4 separate regions of the Zea mays genome follow, and regions 1, 2 and 3 are each linked to region 4. The links are chromatin contacts, called in public Hi-C maps. All regions are on one chromosome and are shown on one strand. Each heading gives the region's core, a stretch centred on a gene start, on an enhancer-like site or on the middle of the called end of the contact. The rest is flanking DNA. Distances are from core to core; before and after follow the strand shown.

The links. Hi-C and Micro-C count contacts between places; a contact is called where the count stands out from the background.
Region 1: a Hi-C map of endosperm shows a contact between it and region 4, with 2.6 times the contacts expected there. The contact joins the promoter of LOC103650497 here to the promoter of LOC100383246 in region 4. A contact is called at or near these places in 4 of 25 Hi-C or Micro-C datasets (ear, endosperm, leaf and 1 more).
Region 2: a contact with region 4 is called in a Hi-C map of ear, with 1.7 times the contacts expected there. The contact joins the promoter of LOC100279854 here to the promoter of LOC100383246 in region 4. A contact is called at or near these places in 3 of 25 Hi-C or Micro-C datasets (ear, endosperm and tassel).
Region 3: a Hi-C map of ear shows a contact between it and region 4, with 3 times the contacts expected there. The contact joins the promoter of LOC100382414 here to the promoter of LOC100383246 in region 4. A contact is called at or near these places in 12 of 25 Hi-C or Micro-C datasets (bundle sheath, ear, endosperm and 5 more).

Annotation. Positions count from the first base shown.
Region 1 is chr3:124,569,565-124,572,567 of Zm-B73-REFERENCE-NAM-5.0, forward strand. It overlaps LOC103650497 (Chaperone DnaJ-domain superfamily protein), which reads right to left and starts at 1,610. Exons shown (of 9, transcript XM_008676083.4): 1 at 473-1,610. The coding sequence starts at 793.
Region 2 is chr3:125,307,495-125,310,273 of Zm-B73-REFERENCE-NAM-5.0, forward strand. LOC100279854 reads right to left here and starts at 1,266. Exons shown (of 14, transcript NM_001152807.1): 1 at 334-1,266. The coding sequence starts at 382.
Region 3 is chr3:125,206,309-125,209,072 of Zm-B73-REFERENCE-NAM-5.0, forward strand. LOC100382414 reads left to right here and starts at 1,360. Exons shown (of 7, transcript NM_001175157.2): 1 at 1,360-1,697; 2 at 1,784-1,848; 3 at 1,964-2,007; 4 at 2,102-2,764. The coding sequence starts at 1,440.
Region 4 is chr3:124,843,783-124,846,665 of Zm-B73-REFERENCE-NAM-5.0, forward strand. LOC100383246 reads right to left here and starts at 1,397. Exons shown (of 6, transcript NM_001175907.1): 1 at 1,174-1,397; 2 at 313-462. The coding sequence starts at 340.

The DNA of each region.
Region 1 (3,003 bases), core at 360-2,859, 270 kb before region 4:
TGGTAGCAAACCAAAGTACCAAACCAAACAGAAGCTTAAAACGCAGTGAGCAGTTCACATATGTTACTACTACTAAGTTGCAAGAATCATGTTTTTGGTAGCAAAACAAACTAGATAGGACTAGCTAGTAGTATAAAAGAAGTTGAAAACGCAGTGAACGGTTCATAGATATTACTTTGAGATATCACAGAAGAAGCTTACTACTAAAAGCTTCACACAAACATTTGGCAGCAACACATGAAGACAACCAGTGGTGGCACAGTTTGAGCCATCCTATCCTATTTTTTTCACCATCCATCAGGCAACACTTTAACCACTTTCGTAAAGAAATGTAACCTCACATGCAACGCAAAGTTGGATAAGCAGCACATGCCAAGATTTAGAATCCGTCACCCAAAATCCTTATCCGGTAAATCAAATCTGAGCTAAAGTCCAGAAGCAACAAGGCAAGTAGGATTTGCTGAGCACGAACCAGGCTAAGAAGCGCGTAGAGGGCGCACGCCGGCGAGGTCATGCACACGAAGAAGCTCCAGAGGATGACGAAGACGGCGGCAGGGCCGAGGCTCGCCACCGCCAGCACCCCGCGCGCCATACACCCACGCCATTGCCGCAGTGCGGCGAGCGTGAGGCGCGAGGAGGTGGCGCAGCCCCGGGACACGGCCGGCCAGTGGCGATCGACCAAGAAGGCGAGGCGCTCCCTGCTGCCGCACGCCGCCGTGTGCGCCCACGCCAGGATGTGCTTCTGGGACAGCACCCACATCCACGCCTGGTTCCACAGCCCCAAATCCTCCATGGACTGGAAGCCGCACGAAACGCCGAAATCCAATCGGAATGCTCAATCCAGAGAACGCAAGAGCACCATCTCTCTCCCCCCAACCGAACACAAAAGGAAAACTCCTCTACGATAACCGAAGCAGCAGCTCGCTAGGCTGGACCCTCGGTGGCAAGAATCTGCTTCCCCCAAGCCAATCCAACAACTCCAGGAAGAGGGATAAGCGCCGCAACCAGCTCAAGAACTAGCCAAGAACCACCGCTCCCCACCGGGTCAGAGTCAGACACGACCCAACACACTGAATCGAGCCCTAAACCCACTTGCCGCCACCTCAGCTGAATTGGGCGGGGACGGCAGCTCCCTGGAAACCGCCGCTTTAGATAGGGGCCAAGAAACGATGACAGAACACTGGGGAGCCTAGGAAAGGCACCATCTTTCGCACGGGCCGCGGGCCGCCGACACCTGCGGATGGATCTTGCGACGGTGAGTCGGCGGGGGCGGGGGTAAAATAGACGGGAATCCGAGCTTTGGTGCAGGCGGCGTCGCTCTCTTTTGCTGGCTGCGCTCGGCTTGGCTCGTGACAGAAGAGGGACTGCCGTGGAGTTAAAAGCGAAAAGAGAATACGAAGGAGAGATCTTGCGAAAGAGGGCAGAGGGAGAAAAGATGAGGAGAGACAGGATTAGGGCTGTAGCTTGGGAATAGTGCGAGTGGAGAGATGAGAGGAGACAGTGTTGATTGCTACTTTCAATGGAACGGGGGAAGCATGGGCACTGGGCAGAGGAGAGGAGACGGGTGCTACTGCTCAGTGGTGAACTGCTGATGGATTTGGGACGACTGGTTACTGGTTAGAGAGGGAAAAGGAGGTGTTTTGTTCTGCTGCAGAAGAGATTAAACTAAGAAAGGTCAGAGAAGCTGCCAATTGAATGAGTAACAGTGACACCAGCAGGAGGAGGATGAGTGACAGGTAGTGACTGAGATTTTAACAATTTTATGAGTTTGGGAAAATTTTCAATAACTCCTCCGTTTAATTGATGATGATGAGAATGGAAATTAATACTGGTTCAAAACATGGGTACACCAATAGTAATAGATAAAGAGAAAACGTGGTACGAGAACAAAGTTCATTTATGCTCTTGTGCTTAAACTTGAGCTATTAATCACCATAATAATGGAGTGTTTAGCTGCTTATAGGGTATGTTTGTTTTCATCGCACTAAAGTTTAGCACAACACTTTTTGCTAAAATTTACCACGTAGAGAACCAAACATACATACTAAAAGGGTAGTGCTAAAGTTTAGAGCAACTCCAATACTTTTCTAAAATACTTCCTAAATCAATAATTTAGGTAGTTAATCCAAAAACTCCTCCCCAACAGTTCTGTAAATAAACTTACTAAATTTAGTTATGTCTCGTCTAGCCTTGTTTTCTCCGTACATTTGACAACTATTTACCAACTCCCAAAACATAATATTGGCGCATTTTTTATTTCGACGTCTTTCTCCATTCTACAGAGCCCATGTGTCGACAGCAGGAGATGCACAATTGCAACAGCTAGTAAAGCTAGAGATTAAATGTTAGATAATGCCACAATTGCACATGCATAGGTCGAGAATAAACAAACAAATAATTGTGGCAAGAAATCAAAATGCAAACACATCGTGTTGAATCAGTTGACGTGACGAGGTCACAATTTTGAGATTGAGTTACCAAAGGAAGATGAAAACAAAAAGGGAGAAATGATTGGTCTCACTCAAAACCGGTGACATGACAAGTTTTAACATATTTAGAAAGTAATATATAGAGAACTATTAGATGAGATGAGTTTTTTTTACTTCTTATTTTATTTAAGGACTTGCTAAATTTAAGATTTAGTTAGTACAATTATATATAATTATTGGAGCAGCTCTAAAGTAACCTACACTATGGATAGCCTTATTTAAGATCCACCCTAGGTGACATTAAATTGAAATGTGTAAGGTTCGCAGGGTTAGCTTAGGAAATATGCATAGGAAGTTGTGAAGCGTCGTATACAGTCAGCTGTCACCGAGCGAGCGTATTTTAAAATCGCCAATAATCATGTCTCAGAGAAAAGAAGTAAGAAATGTTGATGCCACAGGAAACTGCTGAGCTACTTTTTAGGTAGCAATATTGAACTGAGTCTTTTTCAAACAAAAACTATGGGCCTATTTATGGTGTGTTTGCTTGTCTAAAAATAGTTATAGCTCAATTTTT
Region 2 (2,779 bases), core at 16-2,515, 460 kb after region 4:
AAGCCACCAGAAAGCAGAGTTCATGTGAACCCTACTATTCGTACTTGGCTACAGACAAGAGGAGGTTCAGTGAATACCAATAATACTAGAACATGTGAACCATGAGTGAAGCCGAGCAATGCATGAACCTTTTCTTTTTGAGCAAATCAATGAAGAATATGAATGAACGAATGTAATCGTGCATATATACAAGAGCAAGCCGGTTTTCATCATTTGTTTGGAAACATGAATGCACAATGACAACATTGCATAATCCACTATCCCATGCAGACATCAACACAAGTTGAGAAGTTCTGAACTGAATCAATGCCAAAATTGTGATCCGTGACATACCGTCACTTTCAAGCGATGGCTCCGACATCCTGGGCGGTGAGAGGTTCATCTCCCACTACGACCTGAAACAAGAACACCAAGATGCGGTGATTGCGGAACCTGCACGTCCTTAGCACCTCGCCATGCTCCCAGTAGCAATGCCAGCCTGCTTCCCCTCCGCTTCAGAGTAAGCCTTCCTCTGCGGCTGTTGATGCCGCCGCTTCCCCCTTCCCACGCAGCAGCAGCCAATCCACTTCAAGAAACCGCTACTCGAATTCCGGCCTGTCGCGACAAATGCGCGTCATTGCTGACCTCATGCCCGGAATCCTCAGCTGCGCACCCTCGCCAAGCAACACCTCACAGCTCCTCCCTTTCCACAAAGAACCGAAGAGAAGCGCCGAAATGAGCAGGGCCCGATCCGCTGGGCTTTGGGCAGCCGCCGGAGCAAACGCGGGCACAAAACGAGGCGGGACGCAGAAGCTGAGCTCATCAGACGAAGGAGCAGCTAGACAGCCCTACCTTCACGAGCGCAGGCCACGCGCTCGCAGAACCAAGACCGCCGCGGCGACTCTACAGAACCGCCTTAAATCCCCCATTGCACGCACGGCGCGCTCCCAACCAGCCACGCGCCCTAGACCCAGTGCCTTGGGCAGCGCCGGCGCCGAGAGTCATCGCTCGGCGAGCACGGGAACCCGCCGCCGAGCTCAGGGAATCTCCGTCGGCAGCGCGCGGCAACGGCCGGCTTCGAGCATCGGGTCGCCTCCCATTCGACGCCGGCGGCCGAATCGGGCAGCGCGACCACCGGGTGGGAGCGGAGGAAGCGGCAGGAGGCGCCTGGGTGGGGGCTGACAGGGAACCCTAGGGGGCCTAGGCCGCCATGGCTGGATCGAGGAGGGAAGTGGAGTGGAGTGGTGCGGTGCTCCTTGCTTTCTTTCTTCTTTTTTCCCCTCTCTTTTGGTTTATGGGGAAGGAAGAACAGCAGAGAGAGATCTTCTCGGAGACAGTAAAAAAAGGTAGATTTATTTCTTCCCTTTATATCTTTTAATTATTAGAAAAATCTGTATTGTGGCTCGGAAGGTTTTGGGTTTTGACTGACTCCTTCAAGAGCAAGAACCATGTGGATTACTTTTTGGAGAAAATGTTGCTTACACGTCGTCATCGTCTTTCGCGTAGTTTTTATAGTTGTGGTTTTTGTACATCACGATAACGGCGGTGCATCTGTGCAAGCTTTAAATGAGAAGTCTTAGGCCCCGTTTCAATCTCACGGGATAAACTTTAGTTTCCTGCTAAACTTTAGCTATATAAATTGAAGTGCTAAAGTTTAGTTTCAATTACCACCATTAGCTCTCCTGTTTAGATTACAAATGGCTAAAAGTAGCTAAAAAAAAGCTGCTAAAGTTTATCTCGCGAGATTGGAACAGGGCCTTAGCCTCCGTTTGGTTCAGCTTCTGGGGGCTTCTGGCCGCCAGAAGCCGAAGCTGATCCCAAACGTACAGCTTCTTGCGCGGCTTTTCCGCGCCGCGCTTCGAATAGAAGCGACCACGCAACGGTACGCTAGAAGCGGCCATCAATTGGCTTCGGGCGAAAGCTCTCCTCCCTTCGCTAGGGTTCTCGCACACCCACCGCGTCGCCGCCGCTCCCTCTCCTCCCCCCATCGTCGTCTTCGCAGGTACGAGCGAACTCCTCCATCCCGACCCTCTCTTCATCATTCTCCTCCTCCGCCGCAGTCGTTCCCGTGACACTCCAGTTTCACTAGGGTTGGCGCACCCACCTCGGCGCCGCAACCCTATCGTGAAGGTACCTCTCCTCCCCCGTCGTCGTCTTCGCAGGTACGGTCTCTCTCCTCCATCCGGACCCTCTCATCATCATTCACCACCGCCGCCGCGGTCGTTCCCTTGACCCTTCAGTTTCGCTAGGGTTGCCGCACCCACCCCGGCGCCGCAGCTCCGTCGTGAAGGTTCCTCTCCTCCCCCCGTGTCACACCCGGATTTTAGGGGTCAAAAACCCGGGCGCGAACATAAACACCAGGTGTGCTGGGACCAAGTCTCACACATATGATGCATAGTGGCACAGGATCGAATGTCACATCTTTACTATATAACAGGAGTTCTGTACAAAAATAATTAAATAATTACATCATATGAGGAAACGATCCAGCAACCCAAAGCTGACTGGGAGACGACGGCCTAGACCTCTCACGAACTCGTCACAGCATCCTCCAAGCGCCTCATCATGCGGTACCTGTTCTTGACCTGTGGGGGGGTGTGAGACAGCAAGAGTGAGCTCACATACGTTCATCGCTCAACAAGTTGTGGGGAATAATGTGTATGAACTCGCCAAAGGTGGGAGCTAATGTGAAGTGTAAGGCTTACCAAAGGGGATGACTGAAGCTGAGCATTGCTTTTAAAGTTGGTCAAAATTTTATTAGCCATTACTAAGTATAAGTAAATACCAACCCAATTAAATA
Region 3 (2,764 bases), core at 110-2,609, 360 kb after region 4:
TCTTTAGGGACTTGGGGACTTCCCCTCTCACGCCGTGCTTGTAAACCCCTACTACAAACACCACGATGCGAGTAATATAAGCCTCATCCCCTCTACTGGAAGTATGGCCTTGTGTTGCCCGAACCAGAATAACTGCTTGTGTCTTCTCGCACACCATCTAGAGTCGGCCACGCGACATATTTACTAGTTGGTTAAGGGCCCACGGTCCAAACATCGACACGTCTCCCATCACCTAGCAACTTCTATGTGGCATCACCTATTAGCAAATCGCTTCAAACGAGTTTGCGATGTGTGGGCGTCCGGCGTCCCTGAGAGGAAGGGTAGACTAGCCATTGTGTATTCAAAAAACAAGAAATTGGTTTCTTAAAAACTAGATTCCAAAAAACACCCTCACCATTTTTTTTCATAAACCAGTTTCTAGAAACTAGTTTCTTAAAAATTAGGTTGCTTAGACCCTAAGTGACTAAGTAAAATGACATGATACGTGGGTTGTTTGCCTCAAAAATAGTTGAGGATATATTTTTTAAACTAGTATCAATTAGTCACTTTGAATACTTAATTAATTCATATAGTAATTATCATATGAAAAATAGATAAGTAACATGTAGCAAAAAAAATGTATCCACCTAGCGTATATTTAAACACATCTACCTTTGTGCCTAAAGTAAACCAATTTTAAAATCATCTACGGTCGAGATATCTTAAGATCGACAAATTTTATAGGAAAATCAATATCATATACACACCAAATAAATACTTCTTCTATTTTGAATATTTTTTTCCTAAAAATGTATATGTAGCTTTTACTGTGTGTTTACTAATACATATGTCTAGGTACAAAGTAAATATATATACATCTAAAATAGATAATATATTTTGTAATTTGAATGGAGAGTATATAAAAATACTCCCTTCATCCTAAAATAATATTCATTTCAGCTTTTATTTTTATGTCTATATTAAAATAGATGATGCTGAATCTAAACATATATATAAATTAAATATGAATCTATTAATTTCTTAAAACTAATTTTAATTTGGACAAAGGAATAATACTTCATCACGTACGAAGTTTTCCTTTTAGAACGGAGTGAGCGACTATATAACATAGGTTAAAGAAAACCAGTTAGAAGAACAGCGGCTTTATACTCCTGTCCGCCGAATGACAGTGGACCCCACTGTCGGAGCATACCTTCGTGCCCTTCCAGAAGCTTCCCCGCCCGGCCACCCAACACTCTCCTACGGCTCGCCGTCGCGTGGACCACCCATCCCCTCACTGACCGCACGGACCCGCTCAATCCGGGCCCGTACGTCATAGAATCTCACGCGACTAAACGACCGTGCTCCCCAGTACGCCCGTCACTGTACCATGCCACTCCACCGTTCCGACATCCAAGGCTCCAAGTATAAACCCCGCGGCTGCAAACCCTAGCCGCCCGATGCTCTTCGTCCCGCGCCAAGTCGTACTCGCCGCCTCATCACAGCCCCGCGCCGCCGCCTCTTCCGCCATGGCCAAGGAGGAATCCAAGAAGGAGAAGAAGAAGGCCAAGGCCAAGGTGGCCAATGGAGCCGCCGCCGCCGCCGCCGCCCCGGTCCCTGGCGCGAGGGCCGCGGTGGTCGCCTCCGTCGCCGCCTTCCTCGAGTCCGCTGGGCTCTCGCGCACGCTCGTCGCCCTCCAATCCGAGGCCGGCCTCGAGGTACCCTCTCCCCCCTGTACGTTTGTGGTGTTGCCGTTTTGGTGCGCTGTTGCTGAGGCGCAGGATTGGGGAATTTCTGGTTCCAGGCCGGTGCGTGGGGGTCGTCACAGGTGAACTTGGAGGAGCTGGTTGCCAGATTCTTAGAGTCGAGGTACTATTTCCAATGATCATTTTACCTTTGCCACATTGCTTCGATTGGTGAGTGGCGTGTGCTGTTTACTAGCACAGTATGATCGGTTACTGATGCAAATTTGGATGTCGAACAGCAATTCAACTCGGGCGGCTGCCATTCTGGGAAGCGATGAGCAAGGTAGCAGCTTTGTTTGTTCAAATTGTTGTCGTTTGCCTTTGATCGATACCTTTATTTACTTTTGGTTCCCGCTGACTGGAATTCACTGGCGCAGACAAGGAAAATGATGATATAGCAGGAGAAGTTGGCAAGGAAAAAAAGAGGAGCGGCACAGAAGCCGGTGAGCCTGAGAGCAAGGCGATCGAGCCTTTAGCTGAGGAAAAGCCGACTGAAAATATGGACGGTGAGGCTAAAGAGAAGAAACAAAAGAAGAAGAAAGACAAGGGTGACCCTTCAGCTGCGAATGCTGCTAGCGAGGGAACAACTGAAATTGTGAAGAACGCCGACCAGAAGGACGATGAGGCCAAGGAGAAGAAACAGAAGAAGAAGAAGGACAAGGGTGACCCCTCAGCTGCGGGCGCTGGCAGCGGCGAAACAACTGAAACAGTGAAGGAGGATGATCATAAGCTTGATGGCAAGAAGAAGAAGAAAAACAAGAAGCAGGGAAAGGATGATGATGTCGAAGCTAGGCTGGAAAAGGCAGAATTAGCAATACTTAACAAGTTTGAGGCAGCAGAAAAGCTCAATGGAAGAGAGGTAGAACCAAAAGGTCAGAATGACAGTGCTGATGACTGCAGTGGTGCTGTGGAAAGGAAAAAGAAGAAGAAAGAGAAATCATCTGCCGGGACTTCAGAGAAGACTGATGCAGGAAGTGCACCTGCTGAGGCTGATGGTGCCAAGGGAAAGAATGGTGCTGTAGAAACAGTCAAGGATGATA
Region 4 (2,883 bases), core at 147-2,646:
CTCTCAACAAACTACTAACTGATAACCTTCCTAGATAATCTCAACTAATCTACTAAATAATCTCAACTAATATTCTAATCTTATCTCTAACTATCCTTATCTAATCCCCCTTGGAGGGCCTATGGCTGCTGCTGCTGTAGCCCCTCTGTGGGCCTCCTTAAGCCCTGACAGCAACACATACATAATTAAAAATTCTCTACAGTAATTCACAGCATAGAAAAAGGTGGCATACGTTCCATATACAATACACCATGCACTACTCTAGTGTTAGGGTGAAATGACATGACACAGCTTTGGATGAATTAAGCATACCTGAAACGCTCTGAACAACAGAGGTCATGATTCCTTCCTTTGCAAGGCAAAGCACACAATCAGGACCAAGCAGGGAGAAAAGCCACACTAACTGCAACTAGTCATGTGATATCTTCAGCTCTTCGTGGATGAAGGCACACATAAAGTTTCCTGAACACAAGCACAAAGCTCGTCAGCAACCTGCAGCCCATGGATGAAGCACGCCAAGAACCTAAGTGTGAGGAATCTCAGAGACCACAAAACTTGTTTGTCAAAAACCAGATACTGAACCTCATTACGGCAATAAATTGATAGGAAATAATTCAAACGTGTACAGGAGAAAAATAGTACAAGTTCTGCAAACAGCAAGTCACACTCTACAACTTCCTGCCTCCCAAGTAGCTCGGCAGGCGTCACGATCCACTGGCGGTTCGCAACTGAGTGAATTCCCCTCGGTTACCGTGCGAACTTGAACCGTCTGTTCGGTACGTGAAATTCGTGCATCCCAACTTCCCAACAGAAGCCCAGCAGCGGCGAAAGCATTGCCTCATTGACTCCTTGTTATAATTGCCACTGCGAGAATACCCAAGCGGAAGGACGCCAGGAACGGGGCCCATGGGCGTCGAATGGAACCCTAAGGTTTCCGGAAGACAAACCACGGCGCCTCCGCACATCGGCGACGGGATTGGTATCGCGCGGCGAACTGGAGGAGCCAGACACGGGTTAAGGCGGAATTGGATTGGGCAGGTGGGGCGGCAGGGAACAAGCCTACGGCGAAGTGTACGGGGAGAGCGAATTCTCCGGATTGGACGGGCAAAAGCGCAGGGAACCTACAGAGAACACTGTGGAGGCGGCGAGGATGGGGCGGAGACGAACACTCACCGACGAGAGGAGGATCGAGCGGACTTGGACCCAGAGCAGATCCAACCGCGCTTGGAGGTATGAGGGCGGCGCGCGGACGGAGCGGGAGGACACGGGCGGCGGCGGAGGGAGCAGGTGTTGGTCGTCGGGGCGTGGCCGACGGCGTGGCGACTGGCGACGACGGGATAGTTTGGGTCTCAAATTTGAGAGCAGGGGTGGAGGGGAAGAGGCTGGGTGGTGGCCGGTGGGGCCTATCGCTGGTGACCTGCATCAGAGTGGTGGCGTGGACCTGGATGCATCGCAGCCACAATCTTCCTCTAGCCAATTTATATATTTTTTCTAATCTCCCTGTGTCTTTATTCAATTATCTATTAGATTACCATTTGGTACACTTGTTGTAGCCGATTTAGCCGTATATGACAAGATAAAATGTTCCGGGACTAAAAATATATTTTAGGTATGTGGATTTACATATCCTATTGTTGGTTAATTATCGTGAGTACACCTTTTTAACTTTAATAACGTCACCCTCGTCAAGGCTATGCCCACAAAGCAAATCGTACATACTACCATGCAAAACACCGTTTTGAATTTGAAAATAGAAGATAGAGATAAAAAAAATTGCTGGACATAGCCTTAGGCTGTATCTAACAAGTCGTGTATATGGTCATATGAAACACGATTTTACATTATATATAGTATTGTTTTTAAAATAAAGTTTAAATAAAAGTTCGCATAAAGGACGAGATGGAAAAGCCGTTGGATCCGTTGTCACTTCACTTCATCACTTGTGGCGTGCACCAGGCACCAGCAATCGTTTGAATCCTGCGACACCCCACCACACCACTAGATGCTTCTAGTACCACCGCGCGAATTCCATGTAGTTGTTGGCTAAAAAAGGGCTTGTGCTCTCTTGCTTTATTTACTACCGTATCATTTTATAGTAACAGATCGATAATTCCGAAATTGAGCGCTCGGATCCATAGCACTGGGAGTAGAGATGGCAATGGGGACCCGATCCCCGATTCCCCGCGGGGAATTCCTCCATTAGGGGACGGGGATGGGGAAATTTCTTCCCCCACGGGGATGTAAATGGGGAAAATTCCTCCTCCGACGGGTAAACGGGGACGGGGATGGGGAAGCATTCCCCATCCCCGTTCCCCGCGGGGACCCGTTAAACTTACATATGACAATGTTTTTATATAATAGTTAATAATAGAAATAAATAGTTATATTTACAAAAGATCACTAGTTGTACAAATGCGTTCATTTTAATGTATACATAATGATTTTTACATCTAACAATGTGTATAAGTGACAATGTTTTACATTAATAACAAATGAAGTACGATCTAATTATAATTTAAGCGGGTACGGGGATCCCCGATGGGGATTTATCCCCGCGGGTAACGGGGATGGGGAAGAAATGTCCCCCGCAAACGTTCGTGGGGATCCCCACGGGGAAAATTATTCGTCGCGGGGACGGGGATGGGGAGCTAAAACCCGACGGGGAATTCCCCGTTGCCATCCCTAACTGGGAGCACCCTCATAAAATTTTTAACATTTTTATCATTTTAATAAAATACAGTCTGTTGGATTCGCTTTAATCCATATCGGTTTTTAATGTAATGTTTTATCTTTATACATTACAGTTATTAATGTTTTAATCCAAAACCAACAACATGATACTCGGTCATACCCTAGCTAGTGAAACTATAGCAGCGGATCATG